Linked DNA regions of Sparus aurata: region 2 is linked to region 1. Evidence: chromatin contacts called from public Hi-C data. All regions are on one chromosome and are shown on one strand. Each heading gives the region's core, a stretch centred on a gene start, on an enhancer-like site or on the middle of the called end of the contact. The rest is flanking DNA. Distances are from core to core; before and after follow the strand shown. Region 1 holds the start of gtpbp8 (GTP binding protein 8). Region 2 holds the start of efnb2a (ephrin-B2a).

Region 1 (3,018 bases), core at 145-2,644:
CATATCAGCCTGAGTGCAGAGCGACGCTTTCTGCAGCCTGCGCTGCCACCACGTGGAGAGAAAACACTGTGAGTGGGTAACAGTGATTTATTCTGAAGCGAGATCCCTGAAGTGCCCCGAATATTCTACATTTCAAATTAAAAAAGGCTTTCGAGGCTATTAATCAAAGCCGGATAAATATGACAACTGATTTCTTCTCCCCACGCGGAGGAATGTGGAGTACACTCACAGACGGAAGGCTAACCACTTTGTGTGCATGAACCTGTGAAACCTGAGCACCACTTGAACGCAGCTATTGATGAAACTCCATTTCCTACTGGGAGTCTCAGTGTAAAAGAATGCCGAGTGGGAGAGAAGCCTGGAGTCGCTCCTATCACAGCCACCTCCTATTGCCAAATTTATGAAGACGTTTCTTTGGCGTGCTCAACGTAAACGTCGGTATTATAATCCTCAATAATCCCCAACAAGGGGGTGATGGAGGATGTATGTGACAGCCAGAACTGCACCTTTCCCCGCGGATGGGAGACGTTTTTCATCCAAGAGCAGGAACACAAGAATGTTTCTGTATGTTTCAGCAGCCATGCATCAACGTGAAGAATGTAGCTGAAGCTAAAAGAGGAGTCACGCTCATTAATTAGGAGCCGATGAAGTATGTAATATTAGAATAGCACGGGGATAGAGATGTGAGCACAGCAATCTTGTTTTAGCCTCTTCAGAGTCTCATTTCATCGTCTGCTACTTGAATCTGAAGGTCTCACACTTTTATCATATGACATGTGATAATGATTTGTGTCCTGTAGCTTGAGCTGTTCCACATTTACAAAAATGCACAAGTTGAAATAAAGTTTTAGGGGAAAACATACAGAAAGTGCCCTGCTTTCCCTCAGTATTGCTTCGTTTCTGTCTTAAATTTGTGAGTGTTAAATTCAGTAAAAACCTGTTATACCTTTATTAGCTCAAATTATTGCACAAACCCACTAGTGTACAACTGAATTACCACTAGAAGATGGTACATTACAGCAATATCCCCAAGCAGAAAAAAGGAGGAAATGAAAGCACTTTTTTAAAATATAGGGTTTTTTTAAATATACAGTATAATACACAACACAACACATACTATTAAAATCAATATCATTATTAGCAGTAGCAGTTTTAGTAGTGGTAAAAGTCGAATCAATAAATATATTTATATATTACATTTTTTAAGATAAAATGTGAATTATAAGGTTTAAACGTATTTTAAAATTACAGTTTTACACGTGGTATTAAAACGTTATTTTATTCTGCAATATTTTTTCCATTGGTTTATTAATTAAAATAAGTGAAATAAGTATCCGAATACTTTCAGTAAAATAAAATAAAATAAATAGTTGAAATGGAACTTGAGCAAACCGGACGTGTTTCAGCCGGACCCTTTTGAGCGCTGCACACAACATGGAGGAAAATGGCAACTTGCAGATGAAGAAGGCATGACAGCACTAGATATCGCTGAATTTAGGCCAAACCATGCGGAATTATTCAATCTTTGAGCAGTGAACTTACTGATAATCAGGTAAGTCGTTAAACTAACTCGTGTTTATACATTTATGTCGATAAATTCAAACGTATCGTCCATGTTGTGCTAATGTTTTGCTAGCTTGCTAACCTTACCTGTCCCACTTGACCCTCACGCTGAAACAAACATCGGGTCTAACAGACATCTTAAAGTTTTGGAAAGGCATGAGTGTTGTTTGATAAATGATATAAATATTTTAAAGAAGTTAAAGTCGTGTGCTGTTTAAAAACAGAATCTCCTCAGTGCTCTCTCGTTTCCTAAGAAGAGGTATGATGGTCATAAAGTCACGTCATGCTGAAATCCTCCCAGGGTTCATTTACCCTCCTTTAAATTCAACCCTGCAGATCACCTGTCTAAATCAAAGCTGAATTATTTCTTAGGTGATGCTGCACTTGTTCTGACTCATATTCTGTCCTTCTCTCAGCTGCAGGAAGGTCTGAGATCAGCCTGGGAAGATGTTTTGCCTCCGGCGGTGTCTGTGGCTTCAGCCCAGGACTCAGGTTTGCTCTGTTTCCCGGCAGAGAGTCCATAAACTCGCTTCGCTTCAGGAAGCCAAAGCGCTTTCACCAAAGAAAGTCCGAAGCTTACTTTACCCCTTTAAAGAGCTGGAGCAGTACCTGGACAGGTTTGTTTCTACACCTTTCGTATTGGACTAGATTCTACAGGGCACGTGTTTTTGTTCTCTCTGACATGTTTTGAACGTGTTTTTCAGGTCTATAGACCGGACGCCGTTCCAGCTCTTCCATCCCAGTTTGGAGGACATGGTTAGAGCAGAAAAGCTCTTCTGCTCTTCACCGTCTCATAAGATTGATTACTACACCTCTGCAGAGAGGCTGGACCACGTGCCTGCACTGACGCAGCCAGAGGTCAGTGGGCAGTATTTGTGTTTTTCTGCAAAGCACTTGTATCTCTACTCGGTCCACTGAATTAATTAAGTTATATCCCAAACAGTCTCAGAATACTAACAGCACCTGCACCTCAACGTCAGCCTCACATCATATCATTTAAACATCTGTTGATTCCTGCCATCCGCCCCAGGTGTATACTACAACTCCAAATATCTACCTGTGGTAAAAGGTCTCTTCCAAACAGAAACCTCTGCCTTTCCTGAGTATTGCACCTGTCTGTTGGTAAAGAACTTGCTACGGAGCATTTCTGCTTTGCACACACGTAGTTGTGAGGAGCAGAAGTTCAACCCTTCCTGTGTACTCGTAACTGCTCAACGTTTACGTTTTGAATCAGGGGCAGTGAATCCTGTCCACCTCTCTCATTAGACTCATAATTTTGATAATAGCAAAGTAGCAAAGTATGATAAGATAACGACCGCAAGTTTGATAGCTCGTGTTGCTCCCTGCATGTCGATGGTATTCAGGACACTCCTAATGAGAAATCTGTACTTAAGAACACCAAAGAAAAGTTGGTGGTAATGTGAGTTTCAGAAAAGATTTCTTAATTAATTGACT
Region 2 (3,018 bases), core at 330-2,829, 890 kb before region 1:
AACTTTACACGAATAAAAATTTAATTAAAGAAATTATTCCGCATTTTTTTTTATATCCAGAAACAAGTTTATAAGAAGTAGAATGAGAAGGAGAATTAATTAAGAATTACATTGAGGGTTTGTTTCATCCACATTTAGATTATTTATTATAGATAAACACACTGAAACTCCTCCACAGAGTTAATAAACATATTGTAGAGAAATGTAGAGAAATATTTTGCCAGTTAAATATTTAGATAAAGTTCCGCCTCGTTAATCTGACACATCAAATTAAATCTAAAGTTCACGCAGCTGCCGCAATAAACATCCCGTGTGCGGTGCGGGTGGAGCCGCGCGCACCGTCCTCTGTGTGTGTGTGTGTGTGTGTGTGTGTGTGTGTGTGTGTGTGTGTGTGTTTATTCCCGGGGCCAGGAGCGGACAGGAGACGGATCGGACTCCCTCAATCCACAGCGAGAAGAAACGAGCTGATCGAATTAAGTCGTTGAAAAGTGCCAAAAGTTCACACGTTACTTTCTCTGAGCTGCCAGAGGTGTGTGTGTGTGTGTGTGTGTGTGTGTGTGTGTGCTCGTTAAATTAGCGGCCATTCACTAAAAGATTTAAGTGTTTGCAGAAAGTGTGAATGTGTCGATTCAATTAAGGAACTTTAATGTTTGTTAAAATAATGTTGTAATAGTTCCGGATGCGGCGCAAACGGCGCAATACACACACGTGATGATGCGGGTGATCGTACATTACATCACTTTATTTGTTAAAGAATTAATTCAGTATATAAAAAAACTCAAACTCCTCAGAAGTTTAAAGAACATTTTATTTGTAACCCTCCTCTGGATGTGAATGAAACTCTGCTTTAAACGCTTCAATCTTCGGTTCCATTTGTTCTAAATTAAAACTGTTTTATTCTGATATTTTAAGTTTTATTTAAATGTAAAATAAAAACATAATTCGATTGTTTCTGTGTGTTTTATGTCCCCAGAGCGGTTTTTCTTTCCGCTAGTGGGCGCTCGTGCCTTTCGAAAAAACTTGAGCCGCAGCAGAGCGCATTCAATGGAGATACATGCATGTGTGTGTAGGTGTGTGTGTGTGTGTGTGTGTGTGAGCCTTATGGGAGCTCGTTGTTTTCATTATGGAGCCATAAACACGCGAGAAGTGCGCGTTATCTTTTGTTTTACGCACGTTGGAGTTAAAACAGCAGATATTTACATGGAGTCTGGTGCGCGCCGTTAACCTGCTCACATCTTTTTTTATTGATTACAGGAGGAGTGTTGCATCTTTATTAATTTGGATGTTCTATATGTGTGTGATGTGATCTTATTACGTCATAATTGGACATAATTGACACGTCCTCGGGGTTCGGGGTTTGATTCCTCCACCTGTCTTGTTGGTCAGAAGTACACTCGGCTGTGATTCCTCACCATTTTTTCACCGAACTGAACCAGTTGCCTTTCCCCTCCTTTGACTGACAGCGCAGCTCCTATTCACTTCCCCTGGCCGTGGGGACCAATCAGCAGCAGCGGTGGGCGGGGCCTCGGTAAAACCAGCTCCACCAAATATTCCCAGTCGCGCTCCCTTGCAGTTACTCTCCATCCAGGTTTCGGAGCAGCGCTGAGGCATCACCCCTGCGTACTCTGCGGGCGTTTTTGGATCCGGATCTTTGCAGGAGCCGCAGCGCGTTGTGTTCTGGGGACCTCGAGTATGAGAACTTCCATTCCAGCTCCTTTGATTTCTTTCATCCTCATATTTGATCATTTTCTTAATTTTGACCATCCGACCTCATTGCTTCGCCCTTCTCATTTTTCTGCTGCTGTCACCCACAGTTTGTTGCTCACCACCACCACCGCCACCTCCACCAGCACCTCCACCACCACCAGCAGCAGCAGCAGCAGCAGCAGCTCCAGCTGAAAGGGGGAATAATCTCACCATTCCAACCAGCCAGCCATCTCTTGTCCGTCTCTGTGCTGCTGCTGCTCTTCTGGATCTTTGGCTGCACTGCTGGACTATAACGCAGAGGATTTATATTTGTATTGATTTCCATCTGCCGCCCGGTCCACAGCGGACAACACCACTTTCTTTTTTTCTTCTTCTCTCTGAGGGATGTATTTCAGCGCTCTGAAGGGGAGAATATAAACGCACTGCCCGCTGAATGAACTGCTGCCGTGCGCCTTTTGGTTTGTTGGAGCAGGAGATGCTCCTCTACGTCTGATCTTGGGTTTGTTGTCCGTGCGCAGCCCCTCTGGATCGGGATATAAGCTGAAGAGATTGCCGCCGTCAGCCCTTCCTGGAGCGCTTGTCGCCTGATTTATTTTGCGTGGACACATTTGGTGATTTTGAGAAGGATTGTGCACCCCACCCGGAGGCGCGCAGGCTCACCATGGGGGACTCGATGTGGAGATATTATTTCGGAGTTTTGTTTATTGCCTTCAAAGTGGACTTGTGCCGGGCGCTCATCCTGGAGTCCATCTACTGGAACACAACAAATACCAAGTAAGTGGAGCACAAGCCGCGCCGGTTATCGGCCCCCGTAGCGCTCGTATACGCTCTCCCGTGCAGGAGACGATTTCATGCCAGACTCCGTTGAAAAATCAGGCAATTTAAGGCTGACTCGCTCGCCGCTCTTCGCTCCGACGCGTAAAATAAAACCAGTCGTCATTCTGTAGTTTTCCTGAAACACCTCTTCATTTCAGCACACATTCAGAGGCACAAAGCGCTCTCAGAGTCGCGTGATTTAAACATTTGAATTTTTATCCTCGCTTTTAATTCTCGCTGACATCACGCAGGCTGCTGATCTGCAGTGAGCCGCGTCTCTAAAGTCAGATATCGGGAAAATAAAGGCAGATTAGCGGGTCATGTGTGTGTGCGCGCCGAGTTTCCCCTCAACGATTAATACATACAAAAAAAATAAATCAATCCTAATAGATCTCCACCCGCTCTGCAGCTTCACGCGCACAATTTCTGAACTGAGTTCGGTGTTTTTATTGGTGTTACAAGATAAAGACATCATCCAAAATGTCAGGATTTAAA

Evidence for each region. Hi-C and Micro-C count contacts between places; a contact is called where the count stands out from the background.
Region 2: a Hi-C map of an unstated tissue shows a contact between it and region 1, with 5 times the contacts expected there. The contact joins the promoter of efnb2a here to the promoter of gtpbp8 in region 1. A contact is called at or near these places in 2 of 2 Hi-C or Micro-C datasets (skeletal muscle and an unstated tissue).

The regions. Positions count from the first base shown.
Region 1 is chr9:33,098,752-33,101,769 of fSpaAur1.1, reverse strand. It overlaps gtpbp8 (GTP binding protein 8), which reads left to right and starts at 1,394. Exons shown (of 8, transcript XM_030427423.1): 1 at 1,394-1,552; 2 at 1,980-2,180; 3 at 2,268-2,421. The coding sequence starts at 2,011.
Region 2 is chr9:33,993,021-33,996,038 of fSpaAur1.1, reverse strand. efnb2a (ephrin-B2a) reads left to right here and starts at 1,579. Exons shown (of 6, transcript XM_030428691.1): 1 at 1,579-1,690; 2 at 1,815-2,481. The coding sequence starts at 2,369.